Linked DNA regions of Rattus norvegicus: region 2 is linked to region 1. Evidence: chromatin contacts called from public Hi-C data. All regions are on one chromosome and are shown on one strand. The core of a region is the stretch at or near the end of the contact, and the rest is flanking DNA. Distances in the headings are between cores, read along the strand shown.

What was found. Hi-C and Micro-C count contacts between places; a contact is called where the count stands out from the background.
Region 2: a contact with region 1 is called in a Hi-C map of liver, with 1.8 times the contacts expected there. The contact joins the promoter of Aldh1a1 here to the enhancer-like site in region 1. A contact is called at or near these places in 3 of 12 Hi-C or Micro-C datasets (kidney and liver).

What each region holds. Positions count from the first base shown.
Region 1 is chr1:227,451,007-227,458,764 of GRCr8, forward strand. It overlaps a transcript of Aldh1a1 not described here. Among named protein-coding and RNA genes, the nearest start is that of Aldh1a1, 83 kb to the right of the region's middle. Within about 2 kb of position 3,250, at least 7 of the 93 cell types and tissues checked have an H3K27ac peak or open chromatin away from gene starts, as enhancers often do. A contact at or near this core is called in liver, where this site is marked.
Region 2 is chr1:227,534,155-227,541,912 of GRCr8, forward strand. Aldh1a1 (aldehyde dehydrogenase 1 family, member A1) reads left to right here and starts at 3,466. Exons shown (of 13, transcript NM_022407.3): 1 at 3,466-3,559. The coding sequence starts at 3,494.

The sequences.
Region 1 (7,758 bases), core at 2,000-4,499:
TTCAGAGTGGGTGTGTACCCAGTGTTAGGATGGCGGCAACTAAGTTTAGGTACAGTGTCATTGGCCTGTCCATCTGTACAGGAAACTCAGCAGCCAATAGGGAAATAATTTAAAAATGGTGACGACTTGGATATAAAAACACTGCAAAATGGTATATGTTACACATGTCAAAATGTTTGATAATCTAAATGTAACGACAGACATTCCTAAAAGTAGAGTGTCATTTAAACTAAACCATGAAGATATAAAACTGCTTGGATGGACTTATATCTAATAAATACATGAGATCAACAGAAAATACCTACCACCATCATCAGCACCAAAACCAACTATTCTAGAACAACACGGACAATTTACATTTTCTTCTGTACCCTGATATGTCATCGTAAGAAAAAATTATTACTCAATCCAGTCTCATGAGATTTCCTCCCAATACACACACTCACTCACACACTCACACACTCTCACACACACATACACACACATATACACACACTCTCACACACATACACACACATATACACACACTTACACACACACTAACACACTCAACACACTCACACACACATACACACACACACTCACACACATACACATACACACACATACACACATACACATACACACACACTCACACACATACACACACTCACACACACACTCACACACACATACACACACACACTCACACACTCACACACACTAACACACTCACACACATACACACACATACACACACACTCACACACACATACACACACATACACACACTCACACACACACACACTCACACACACTAACACACTCACACACATACACACACTCACACACACACATCACACACACATACACATACACACACATACACACACTCACACACACTCACACTCACACACACTCACACACACAAACACACTCACACATACACACACTCACACACACACATCACATACACATACACATACACACATACACACACTCACACACACTCACACTCACACACACTCACACACAAACACACTCACACACTCACACACATACACACACATACACACACACTCACACACATACACACACACTCACACACACATACACACACTCACACACACACATATACACACATACACTCACATACATACACACACACACACACTCACACAACTCTTACATGTAAGTGTTTGACGTAGCTTGAGTTTACATGGATTGCCTCTCCATTTGTGTTTTCTTTAGTTTTTAACCATCAAAATTCTTTTGTTATTTTTTAGCACACAGATCTGGTATATTTTGTTAGGTTTGTTCTTACATTATTTTGTTGTTGATGCTATCTCATATTAAATTACTTTCTTAAGCTTATTATCTGTCCATACACAGGAATGTAGCTTATTTTTCTTGATGACTTCCTATTCTGCTACAAACTGAATTTATGATTACTTCTAATAGCTTTAGGGTAGACTGTAGATTAGTTTTTGCACGCACAATAATACATGTTAATAGTCCATTCTTCAGTCGCTGGAATTTAGAGGCTTTCCCCTTGCCTCTTGAAAGAAAATTTACTCTGATAGCTAGCTAGGACTAAAATAGTTATGCTTATTTTGTTCCTCATCTTGGTGAGAGAATTTTCAGTCTTTCACTAGTGAATGTCTTGACAGTTGGAGGGTTCACATATATAATGTTAACATATTGATTTATTTTCCTATTTTTTAGTCTGTGGATAGTTTTAGCACAAGAAAGCATAAACACGAGTTAAATGCAGTTTCCATACCAACTCACATGGCCCATCAGGTTTCTTTTTCATTTCGTTAATATGGTGTATCATGTTGATTGTTTTTATATGTTGAATCATTATTGTCGAATGATTCAATATGTTGAAATGCTACTGTTGACTATGTCCTTTGCACATGGATACATTACACGCTGAGTTCATCAATAGATGGATCGAATCACTCCAGTCAAAGATCTTGAGTACTTCAATAGATCACAGTTGCTTTTATCAACTGGGTTTAATAAAGGAGATCATCAACTCCAACCTATGACAAAAATGATGAATCCATTAATGAATCTGGAGTTGATGGTTTGTCAATTGACAACCAATCGCAGTGGTTTATAATTCTTTGACTGAGCCATTCTCCTTATATTAGTAATTGGATGCTAATTGCATAGTGCTTAGCAGGGATATTGATGTACAGTTTATCATAGTATTTGCCTGGTTTAGTCTCAGGAAACCTCTCACCTAGTAGATCCTGTTACGAAGTGCTTTCTCTTGTCTATGTCAGTGGGAAGTCTTGATAAATTCATGGATATACTTCTATGCTCCTGATGCTCCCCACTCTTCTCTGCTCAGCTCTCGTTCTTCAGCTCTTATAGTCTTTTTCCCAGAGGGATCATCACTAGTTTGTTTTTTAACAAGGTTTCTCAGACCCTCATTCCTGAACAACACCAGGTACAGTGACACTTTCTAAATCTGGAATTATTTGGTCAAATTTCATTCTCACTATCTATCTGCTACCAGAAGACTGAGGTGGCTGAAGGAATAATGTTTTCTGTGTCTATAACTGCAGCCCTAGGTCCTCCATGCCAGGCACATATCTGACTCTTGGTAAATTCTAGTTGATTGACTGGATTGTGAGATTGCATGGGTGTTTATCCTCTGTTCTCCAGTTCTTCCTGATTCTTGACAATTAATTCTCAAATCCTTTCTTCAAAAGCTTTTTCTGGTGGTCTTTTTCTTTCCCCTCTCTCCTCAGACCTCTCTTCAGGTCTGCAGCTGCTGACTTTGCCCTTTGTACATGGCTACCTTACAGGGTGAGCTCGGACCGATAGATGGATCAGATCACTCCAGTTGAAGATCTTTGGTACCGCAAAGGGCAGACTTGCTTTTACCCACTTGTTCTAATGAATGAAACCATCAACTCCAAGCTATGACAGAGCAAAGGAACACACAAAAAGGAGTCACCAAAAAAAATGGGCTTTGAGGATTTGGAGTTTACATTTAGCAACACTGAGTAGATTTCAAAGAGGCAGTGCTTTTGTTCTGAATTGACTGCTGTGATCAGGAAGCCAGAGCAACTCTGTGATTAGACCATTTATCAATCATTATCCAGGCAGTAGGAAAAAAATGGAACGCAGCCAAAGTTGGAATTAGTGAAAAGTTATTTGGTCCCTTTTTGTGGTTGGAGTAATGTGCTTGCTTTTGTTTACCGGGACATGATTGCAGAGGATTCTGGGTTGTTGGTTTGTTCCATCAAAGTCATAGTGCTTTGTGTGCACTTGTCTTTTCCTGGATTATGTTCAGAAGGGAAACGCTATAGTCTAGCTGCCAGTACCATGCAAGCCTTTCACAGTATGAAGGTATGGGACTAGCTCCTGGATTTTAGAAAGAGCTGTCCTTCTTTGAGTGAGTCACCTCAGTGAGGAGCCAGGGTATTCAGGAGGCTTTCCACGCCAAGTCTGTTACCTAAGTCTAAGTGTACAAGCCAACACACTCTAGGCAGATGGATGGCAATGTGTAGATAGCAGAATTCTAAGAACATTTTGATTTTCCTTTTTCATCTTGTCCTAGTTTCAGAGTCATATTGTGTTACTGAATTATGAACTCAGGTAAATAACATCCTTTACTGAGAAATGCCTGGCATTCTTCGGCCTGCAACTCAATATTATAACCACAACGAGGAGAAGAAAAGCACAGGGGCTTTCAAAGCTCCTTGCAAAATCCATGGTCTCTTTACATAGTTTGAATAATTTTGCCAAGATCATCTATCCCTTTGCAACAAAAGAAATCAACAACTATATTTTGAGAAAGGGCAAATCTGCCAATGAAACTGGCATGACACATTGAAAGACTACAGAGAAGGAGCCAAGAGGAAGCTGCAGCCTGAAGAACGTAGCAAGCACAGGCTGGTGCCTTCTGTTCAATTGGGATTTTATATTAATGTAGTGGATTTTTTGATAACAGGAGTTGCATGCCTAACAAGAGCAGGAAGCGCTGTGAATTGCCCAAATTCTTCTGGGATCAGTGAAGACCAAAAGACAGAGTGTTCCAGAAAATCACTTTGTACTTCGTTCTGTGAAAAGGCTTTGATCTTATCGAAGGCTATGCAAAGGCAGTAATTTGTCTCCAGGTGAAGCCATGACCAACACCTCGACTAAAGCAAGCTAAAGGGCTACACCATTATGAGTTTTTATAAGATCAGATTTTACAGCTTAATTAAAGCAAATAAGCTACAGACATGTAAATATTATCATATGTTTCATAATCATAAAGAGACAGAGTGATAGAGATATTGGGAGAAAGATTGAGAGAGAGAAAGAATTAGAAATGTATGTCTGAGAACCAAAATCCCTTAGTGATAACAGGACTCAGAATACAAGAAGAACCTCATCTTCAGCACTTCTGTATCTCTTTTGCTTTGCCCTAGTAAGTTCTTTTCATCATTTCCCCATACTTTTAGAACTTCCTTTTTTAGTAATTAGTTTCTAACATTAATGAAGATAAACTAAAACTATCAGGAAGACATATTCATTTTACATTAAAAAAAATCCTTTAGATCTCATGGGTGAGAATTTCCTTCTGCCTGCAGCTAGTGTTCATAATTTCTTACTTCCTGCCTTCTCACATACCTTTCTCATGAATAATCTCTCTCTCTCTCTCTCTCTCTCTCTCTCTCTCTCTCTCTCTCTCTCTCTCACACACACACACACACACACACACACACACACGACTACCCTTTCCTCGTTAGAAAATAAATGTATTTCAGTACAAATATTCCATACTAGTCAGTTTTCTATTTAAGGAAAGAAAATGCAGATATCCCCCAACACATAAATATCACAAACAGTTACATAAATGCACTAATGCTCTTATTTGTATCCTCATAACTTGTGAGTCCCCAGGGTATTTTCCTGATTGATGATTATACCCAGAAAGCAACCTCTACCCAGGTCAACAATCAGTTACAATAGTTTTCTAATCTGGGTTTAAATTGCACCATGAGTTTTTGCAAAACTCAGTAGTTTAAAGGGCAACATAGTTTGTTATCTGTCTCGGTCTATTTTAGAAATTTGCCAAGATACGATGTTGTCTTTTCTCAATTCTGTGGTGTTTGGAGACCAGCAGGAAGACTGAAAGCTCATGGGTTACAATCATTTGAAGTCTTATTTACCCCTGTGCCAGGAGTTTGGTGATGGATGGTGGTTGTAAACTGAGATTCAAGTGTCGTATCTTAAATAAAACACTTCTGTGCGGTCTTTCCATGGCTTTGTGATGTGCTAATAGGATTTGGAAAGCAGATATCCTAAGACATATCTGAAAGGAAGTTCTCATGGCCTTGTGTTTGCAATGGTAGAGAGTTATTCAAGCTGGAGCCTCATCACCAGTCTCCTATCAAGTCCACAGCATTTCTTTCCTTCCCAGATGTGCTGTCTTATACATCAGAAGTTTGAAAAAATGGTAATGTCACATGCTTAGAAAACTCAGCTGTCATAGCCTGCTTTTTTTTTATATAACACAGTAGTGCAGAGTGGGTAATTTACAAACAGCAGAAGTACTTTCTCAAAGTCCTGAAGCCAGGGAGCTTTAACAGTATAGCAATAGCAGATTCACAGTCTAAAGGGGACTTACTCTGCATCCTCAGATATTAAAAGAAACAAATGCTATATTCTCACACAAGAAATATCTCAAACTAGCTCTCGGAGGCCTTGTATTAGGGCATCTCTCACAGCCCCCCTCCTGGACCATAGGGTTCAGTATCTAACTCTGTAAAGGTCACAAATATTGGAACCAAAACCAAATTTAGAAAGAAGTTTTTGAGATGATTACAACTGATCATAAACTGATGATGTTATTGGATCCTATTCACAACAAATGTAGTCTCAAACTTTAATGTTCTTTTACTTGCCAGGTCATGGCAATAAGTTGTGAATGCTAAATACTGGCATAGTACCATATTTTTCCTCATTTCTAAAAGAAATATTGCATATTTCTTCAAATCCAGAATATTGTAAGCCTCTTTATATTAGCCTATGATAACCTTAATAGAGATTTTGTTTGTGTGTGAGAGAGAGATACCTGTGTGCATGTGCTCATGTATATTCATATGAACTAGGATAAGGTTTTGTGTAAATATGTGGGACATGTGTATGCAGGTTAGAGGTTAAAGTCATATGTATTACCCCAATAACTCTCCACCTTATTTTTTTAGACAGTGTCTCTCCCTGAACATGGAACTCACTAGTTTAACGAGGCTGGCCATTCTGTTAGCTCCAAGGATCTTTCTAGCTCTCCTCCACTGCATCCGGGTTACAGAAGTGCACTTTCATGCCCAGATTTCTCTGTGGGTTCTGAGTATCCAAACTCAGGTCTTCATGCCTACATGGGGCTCAGTTCACCCACCCATTTATCTGCCTTGTCCAAAAGGCAGGTTTTTATGTAGACCTTCTGTAAATATACTTTTACTCACTGTGGGCTCACTATATTAATTCATATTCAGCCAGAATGTCTTCAGCATTTTAAATATTTAAGTAGTTGTTTTCTGGATCTTTCCATTGTCTTTTAATAAAGAGATCCTAGAAGTTAGGTATTAAAAAACACCTGTATTTCCCGAACCTAGAAAACTGTGAGGGACACATAATCAGTTTGAAGTCATCTTGGGCTACATGATAAGTTTCAAGCTAACCTGGGTTAATAAAGCCTGCTTCTGAAATACCATCAAACAAATCTGGAATTGTATTCATTAGCCATATACACTTGCAATGAATATTTTGTTTGAAAACATTTGCTAATCTTTTTCACCTCAAAAAGTGAGAATGATAGAAAAAATAAAGCAAAAGTCTAATAATCAGTCATCCAAATAATAAATGGCTGTTTATCTAAAGTGAGAGTTGACTAACAAGTAAAATTCAATGAAAACAGACATATATTAGAATATCTGTTTCTGTATTCATATGGAGAAAAGCATGGACTTTCTTCAAAAACTAAAACTAAATTATGTATAATCAGGTGATCCTATTTTGGGGCATGTTTCCCAAAGAAATAAAATCAGGATGTAAAAGAAATGTCTAAACACCCAAGTTCAGTGTAGTACTATTCACAGTGGTAAAGGAACACAGCAACAGGTAAACAGCATATTAGTTTTAGATCCTGTGGGAAAAATGATTCAAAAGAGGAAGAAGTAATTTCCAAAATTGTCAGTCCATAGGTCACTGGTTCCATCAGTGCTAGTCTGGTGACAAAGCTGGGGCATCATTACAGTAGGGCATGAGGGAAGAAACCTGCTACCCTCGGGGTAGCCAGGATGGAAAGCACGGGAGGCTAGGCACAGTATGTTCCCTTTGGAGACATGCTCCTGGGGACCTATGATCTTCTAATTCCAGTCCATTCAGTGATGAACTCACCCATGGCCTAATGTATTGGCAAGGTTAGCAACCTCAATTAACTTCTCAGTAGTACTACCAGATAGGAGCCAAGCTCAAATATAGGAGCCTTTTGCAGAAATACTTTTTATCTGGATCATAACAAAAAGACAAGTATAGATTACCTGTGGTGGACATGCCCTCATGATGCTGAGCCAGTGTATTTATATAACTGTTTTTGTGGATATATATACAGATATCCATTCATCTAAGTCAAACCACTGATGGCAGACCAAAGAAATTATACCACCACAGTCTCGCTTCATGAATCATTTGCCAGAATATTAATGGTGGTTCGTTTACAGGAGTATCGACTTATCACAGGTACTTCCAATGCTCCCACCCCAGCAT
Region 2 (7,758 bases), core at 2,216-4,715, 83 kb after region 1:
CGTGCACTGGAAAGGCATGTATACCACAGGGTTTACTTGACCATGCTGAGGACAGCAGGGGCTCAAAGGGTGGGGCACAAGACCTAGGAACCATCCTGAGTGGGACTCAGTTCCCATCATCAATCCAGGATCTTAAAATCAGACATTGTGAGAAAGAAAAAAGAAGTCATCTTAGTCTTTCTGGGCAACTACAACAAAATCCTAAAGCTTATAAACAAGGAAAATTATTTCTCAAAGGTATGGAGGCCAGAGGTTGTCCACCAGAGCTCGGCACTGACTCCTGACTTCAACTTGGAACTTCACATAAAAGAAGCTGGCAGGGGACACTGAGACTGTATGTCACTGGTCGAGAGCTTGTCTCGTGTGTGGGACATTATGGGATTGATGCCTAGCACTGCAAATGGCCTTCCCTTTCACCATCCTCTTCACCCCAAACACCCCTTGTCCTCACTCCTTGCCACTGTCCTTAAAAGTTCAGCACGCGTACTTTAGGAGAAGCAAACATTTGACTTGTTACAGAAAATTTCATTTCGACTCGCAGTTAATTTTTGTTACCTCAACTCATTTTAATTTGCATTGTTCATATTAGGAAGACACTCAGCTGCTCCAGGAAGGAAGACATTTTATCTCGTCAGGCACTTCATCCTGAATGGGGCCATGGAGAGAAGAACAGTTTGATGAGATTGGTTTCCATGATGGCAGATGTTGTAGTTTCTGCATTTACCGGTGCAAGAGGCTAAAGAGATGGCTCACTGGCTAACAGTGCATTCCGCTCGGGCAAAAGGATGATCTCTATGCATAGTTCCGATGTCAGCTGACTTAACAACCACCTGTACCTCTAGCACAGAGAGATCTGACATTCTTCTGGCCTCCTTCATGTGCCTACATTCATGAGTGTATACTTTCCTCCCACACTTGCACATAATTTTTAATTGAAAAATAAATGTAAAAGCAAGACAGCTATATGAAGATTTGGAAGCAATCATGTAACTATTAACTTAGTATCTTTTTAATCCTCTATCTATCTATCTATCTATCTATCTATCTATCTATCTATCTATCTATCTATCTATGTCTCTCTCTCCCTGTGTGTGTGCGTGTGCGTGTGTGTGTGTGTGTGTGTGTGTGTGTGTGTGTAATTTAGTTTGTCGCAGAAAAGAAAATAAAGACATATTCTCTCCTGAGGACCCTATGTTAAATTACTAGCTCTGGTCTATGATGAAAATAACCACACTCTGACTTCAGTCTAGAAGTAAGCCTACTCCTATCCTTCATGTTACCAAAAGCTGGTGTTTTGTTTTGTTTTGTTTTTTCATCTCTAAAGAAAAGAGGGAAAGAAACAGGTTACTTGTGTAACCATTTCCAGAAACAAACTTTTCTAAAACATAAGCCTCAGAAATACATCTGTCAGGCTTGTGATTTCAGGGAAGAACAGATCAGCTCAGCCAACAAAGTGGGTTTGAAGAAGGCCCGATGGAGTTGTTGGGAAATTAGACGTACAGGCATGGGAACTGTCTCCTGGGTTCCCTTGAGCTACACACATAATGCTTCATTTGAACAGCACATTAAGACACAATTATCCAAGAAAATTCAATGAATGATGTGCCCATTCAGAGAGGAAGATGGTATGTCAAGTATGTTGTGCAGCCTGTCTTTTTTTCCCTTCTAGGCATCAAATGAATCAATTTTGAATCCACAAACAACTGTGAATCTGCAAAACACAGCTGTTTGGGAATTGGCCTGAGCGCCACTCTGTGTTATGTAACAGCTGTTGAGACATTGCACGTTTAACTCAAAAAGCTTCTATGACAGAGAAAACAATTCATTCTTTTCCAAAAAATAAGGAGAGAGAGAGAGAGAGAGAGAGAGAGAGAGAGAGAGAGAGAGAGAATATTTGAAGAACATAAATGTTCCTATTCCAACTGGAGCAAGATGAGCAGGATATTCAAGGACAGCTGAATCTAGAAAGACAGTCTATGTCATGGATCTGGCTTGCCTCTATTTTTAACCTATATAATTTCTTTAAAAATGAGCATTCATGTGCCTGTTGTCTATTGTACATATTAATTAGTATGGAACTTATTCGAACAGCGTTGATATTGATATGTCCAGGAAGATGAAAATGTTTCCCGTCTGCTTCGTAAGAGAAAGTTTGCTATTCCTGTTAGGTTGACTGAAAGTTGAACCATAACTTCCATGTGTATAACTACTGAATGGAAGATCCCAAACATGACCCTAGGTGGGGATCACAGTATCGATATTAAGGCAGGTCTGGAAAAGAAGACTAATATCTCGGAGTGCTTTGCCTGAGGTGAAATTCCAGCCTTATCCTGCCAGGTCTGTGACCATAAGCTGTATTCCTCTCTGTCTTTAGAAAATGTGCAGCTCAGTCAAGGTGAAAAGAAACACATTCCCCAGGCTCCTGTTCCTCCCCCTAGCTAAGTCCGAGTGCAGGGGAAGTGGCAATTTCATTTCGAAGACGTTATCACTAATTCTTATAAACCAGAGCATCCTAAGAATGTTATCTTGTTCCTTCCATATCTTGTGCAGGAGCATCAACACAGAGAAGCATTGTATTCAAAATGAAAACACTACAGTTAAAGTTCGTCCTTTACCAAGTTCCCAGCTCAAAACATTACGAATTTAAACTCTTAGGGGGCAATATTTACATTCTTTCCTTCTATGCTGCCTAGACTAAAGATTCAAAAGTGCAGACACTTCTCAAATCAGACATTACTTTCACTTTAAATGAATTTCCACAGATGGCTTTGGCATAATGTTCTCTGAGGGTCTGCGTGTGACAAGGAACTCTGACTCAAAAGTCCTGCACAGTTTTCTGTTCCCACCAAATAGAAGGGACAAAGACAATTTGAAGTTCCTAATATAACATTAGTTTGTAGGAATTTCTTTTATTTCAGTTGGGGAAGATAGTCTAGGAAAAGAGCATTTCTCCCTAACAGTACCCTGATCAGCTGGGATAAGGATGGATTCTCTGGTAGCCATGTCAGGCAGATTCATAGTCCTCTCCTCCTCAGCTCCTGGGGAGAGTGAGAACAGGGGTAGATATTTCATCATTGCAATGTCTTTGTTCCCCAGTCTGTGTGAGCAGAAAAAGTTACACAGTAGCCTAACAAGCAGGAAAAGGCAAGAAAACAAAAAAGAACTGGCTTCCAGTGTCTGGAGCAGCTGCACACACACCCTTAGCACAGGTTTGGCTTGGTAAATTAATTCATCTGTAAATAGTGAGCAGTCTCCAGCTGGAACTTTGGAGCTAAGGTGCAGGGTCCTTAAGGATTTACATTTAAAGGCAAAGGCTCCCTGCCCCTAGGTGTTACAAGTGAGTAGTGCCCTTCCTGCCCTGCCCTGAGTCTGGCCATCCAATCATATGCCGATATGCAAATGACCCTTAGTGCAGGCAGATAAAAAGGAGCAAATGCTCTTTCAGAACCAATTTGCTGAGCCTGTCACCTGTGTTCCAGGAGCCAAACCAGCAATGTCTTCCCCTGCACAGCCTGCAGTTCCTGCCCCACTGGCCAACTTGAAGATTCAACACACCAAGGTGAGTCACTTGTGAACAGGGCTTTACCTGGGGGCCTGGTTAAAGCCCAGGTCAATTGAAGCCTCTGTAAGAGCTCTTTGCAAACAAGAAGACAAAAAACCTTGTATCATTAGTGGCCTGATTCCGGGTGAGTTCTAAACACATCAGAGAGCTTCTCATAAGTTTTTCTCTTGACATGGGTCCAAGGGAAGGATTTTCTTCTGTGTTCAAGGCTCCTGTGCCAGAGTTCGGTGAACCATAGTGAGCAGTTCTATTAACTGTGCAGGGGGAACTTATGGTAAGGCAGACAAACAGGGGGACTTACTATAAGGAAACAGACATGTAGGAATGTTCTTTTTCATTCCTTGATTTTCTTCCTTCCTTCTTACCTTTCTTCCAACCTTCCTTCCATTCTTCTTAAAGGAGAAATAGCACACTGAAACAGTATTACATGACCATATGTTTGCTAACACAGTGTTAAGGTTGGACGACTTGACTCTGAGCATCACATGGAAGCTATTGCCAAACCTCCAAATGCACTTGAGTTATTTATTTTGAGATAGAAACTGCATTCATTTATTTCTCCAGGAAAGTTTGCTCCTGTTGGAGAACACATGCGATTGTTAGCTGACAAATATTTAGAGACCCAAAGACTTCAAATTGTTCAGGCAGGGAGAGTCAGAAAAGGATCAGGCTTGGGTTGTCCTGAGATGCTCTCCAAATTTTTTCCTCCCCTGTAGTTTCATGCTTAGTTTATCACACATCCTAGGGTTGGAGAATGAAGAAATTCTCTCTCCCTCTCCCTCTCCCTTTCCCTCTTCACCTGTCTCTCCCTCTCTGTATGTCTGTATGTCTCTCCCTCTCCATCTCTGTCTGTCTCTACCAGTCCCCCCCCTCTCTCTCTCACACACAAAAACACAGTCACTTAAAATTAGCCAGGTTGTATAATGCAGAGAGTAAAGTAAGATGAATTTTCAACTCTGGGGAAAGCTATATTGACCTCTACTTTTGCTAATGAAAACCAAGAGTGTTAACCTAGTGTTCTAGGGGCCAAACGCCATCTTCCTTATGCACACACTTGTATGGCTAAGAAACCCTGAAGCCTTTTGCATTTTCTAAGCACCTGAGGTGAGGGTGCTGTCTGGCTTATGGGCTCTTGCCTTAGGACAAGGCCTGCAGAGAGGAGCAGCTAGAAATACAGTAAGCCTCATTTCCCAAGTTTTGAGAAGAATGAAAATGAAAATGCCTTTTGATTTAGGTCTTCTTTTTCTTCTTGCTCTCCTTTTCTTCCCTGCCCCCCTCAATCTCCCTCCAACAGCTCACAGATATAAAAAGTATGTGCAAACCAAATGTGAAACCCCCTGCCTCACTTCTCATTTGGGAAAGATTCCTGACAAAATCTGAATGTACATCCAGTGTTTTCTGAAGATTGGAATTATTGCCCATGCTTCTATCATTACATTTTAATAACCAAGAAGAGTTTCATTTATATGGTCCCAACTGGAAATGAACTTGGGTAGTTGGAATGCCCCACCATTCTTAGCTTACTTGGTATTTGTTATTTCTATCCTTTACAAATTTTGCTGAGCTTTGGTGTTTGTGTGTATGTGACTCTCAAAGACACTTTTAAAGTTAACTATTTCCCCACTGAGTCAAATTTAATTTAATACTTATTAAGGAAATATGCCAATGAAAGTACTTGAAAAAGGAGGGATTCCTCTAAGTCCCTGTACAAACACAGGACCAGTAATCCCTTAACACAGACAGATGTTTGCAGATTGAAACCTCTTCAGTTCAAAGACATTGGATGATGGACTGAAGTATTTCAGAGTTGAGAATGGATTTCTTTGGGCTTCACATACTTCTCTAGTTAATAATAAACAATGCCACTCGGTGGGTTTTGATATTCTGCCCATCTTCTATATATGTCTGCTCTACTCGGTAAATACTATACTGTTTAATGTGCTGGCTACAGCATTTTCACACTTGGGAGGACACCAGTTATGTATGCAATTAAATCTCAGTGGGGAGCTTTCTCTATGCTGGTGAACGTTCCTTTTACTGGGTCCCACTGAAGAACAGTATTGAATTCATACTCCCTAGATGGCTTGAAAGCAATGGCTGTTAACTCAGCTTCTGGATGCAAACCACAAAAGTCAGGGATTTAAGTATTTGTCAACTTACCTTTTCTGATAAAGGTCTCAGTTTCTGTAGGTTTTTTTTTCCCTACTGAGTTTTTAAATTTCATTATTGTGGAAAACAAGTTGGTGTTTTGGTCTAGGGGATAGAGAAAATAAACAATTAATAACTAAAATGAAAAGATTAATAACTATAGTCAAATGTCTGCATAATCTTAACCTTTGAAGTGTTGCTCTCCAACCAAGGCAGTAATCGATGAATCTTTTTAAGACTTATTCTCCAGTTTAGTTCCTCTTTGATGCTGTAGATAAATTATCTTGTAAGGCAATGCAAAAGCCCCCATCACATCCCTCTCTTCATCATGAGTTCTGAGTAAATGCCACATATAAGCTCCAGTCTTGCTAAGGAGCTTTTGCAAGAAGAGCTCCTCTGGAAGTTATAGGACCCCTTGCCAACACTAGCTCCTCAACCTGCCTCTGCCTTCTTCCAGTTGATACAGGATGAGGAAGAGTCCCATTTCCTAAGGAGGTGCAAACTGTCTCCATGTTTACTTGGTAAGAAGCAGTTGAGGCAGGCCCTAGCTCCTGGGGAGTGTCTAATATGAGCAGTCTTGTCCTGTGTATTTCTTTGAATCCTTTCAGAGTTCTGTTCCCACGGGGTCAATCTCTCATTTTCCCGTACTTTTCCTGTCAGTCTGTCTTAGTGGCATTGCTCCACCTGAGGACCAGGGTAAAGTTCCAAGGATTACCCAGGCTTCCTGGGTCCGAAGAATTTTCTCTTGTAGGATTTTTCTCACTCCAATTTTTCTTTCTCATTTCACATGCCTTGCTTTAGAAGTAGAAAATTAAGAAATTCAAGAAGAAAAATTTTTCCACAAAGGTTCAGATCATTAATACTTAGGATGATTATTGAATTTAACTCCTTAATTTATACTTCTTTCATGCACAGAAGACATTTGCATTCCTAGTGATGTTTATTAAGCACAGTAAATAATTACAACCAAAGAGTTTTACAATAATTTCATTTATTGACTCATAGCAACCTTATTGGAGCTCCGCTTTCTTTTATTTAGATGAGGGAACAAAGGAGCCAAGTAACGTAAATTTGCACAGCTTGTAAGTGACAATTCTAGACCTTGAATGGTGGCTACCTGTCACCGATTACTAACATGGCCTCCGCCATGACTTAGGGACATAGAATTTACATGCTATTTAGTTTTCACCCTGACTTTTACTTGCCAATTCCTGAATCCTGGAGGATGATGACTGAACTGTTCCGGATGATTCTCTCAGGCCATCGGAAGATATTGGCCAGTTCTTAGAGAACCAAGAGAATAGAGAAGGCAATTTTGTTCACTGAACTGAAAGTACAAAGATCTGGGTTGGGAGAGACTGTGAGGAAGAAGTTGAGACACAGGTAGTGCACACTTCCCATGTGAACTGCATTACTTCAAGTCCTCTGGGTTAAATTTTAGTTACAGCTGGTGATTGTGTTCTTAGATGTCTGGTTTCATTAATCTGTATCTCTCTGCCTCTTTGTCTCTCCCTCATCTCTCTCTCTCTCTCTCTCTCTCTCTCTCTCTCTCTCTCTCTCTCTCTTTCTCTCTCTTTGTGTGTGTGCACATACCTTTGTACAAAGAGTTATAAATAATAGAAATGTATGTGCTAGACACAAGTTATAATATTGAGATTTTTAGTTATCCCCACCTTTTCTATGTCTCTTAAAATTCTTACAGTTTACAAACCCAGGCCACTTGATATTTCAAGTAATACTCCCTGCTTTACTTAATTTTTCCCATTCTCTCTTTTTTTTTCAATTTCCCCATTTTCTTTGTTTAATGAATTGATTGTGTGATTGTTCCGCACTATCAGAATATTAGTTCTACAATATTGGGATGTACTATTAGAATGTTAATATAATTATTGTCTCAAGAAATTATATTCTTAATGGATTTATAGGGCAGCAAACAGGTAGCTAGAATATATTAAACGGAAAATTCTGGAACATGCTTACAGGAAGAAAGCTGAAAGAATTTGTCAAAGGGATAAATGTGGGCTCTGGGGATGCCTTTTTTCGACCAC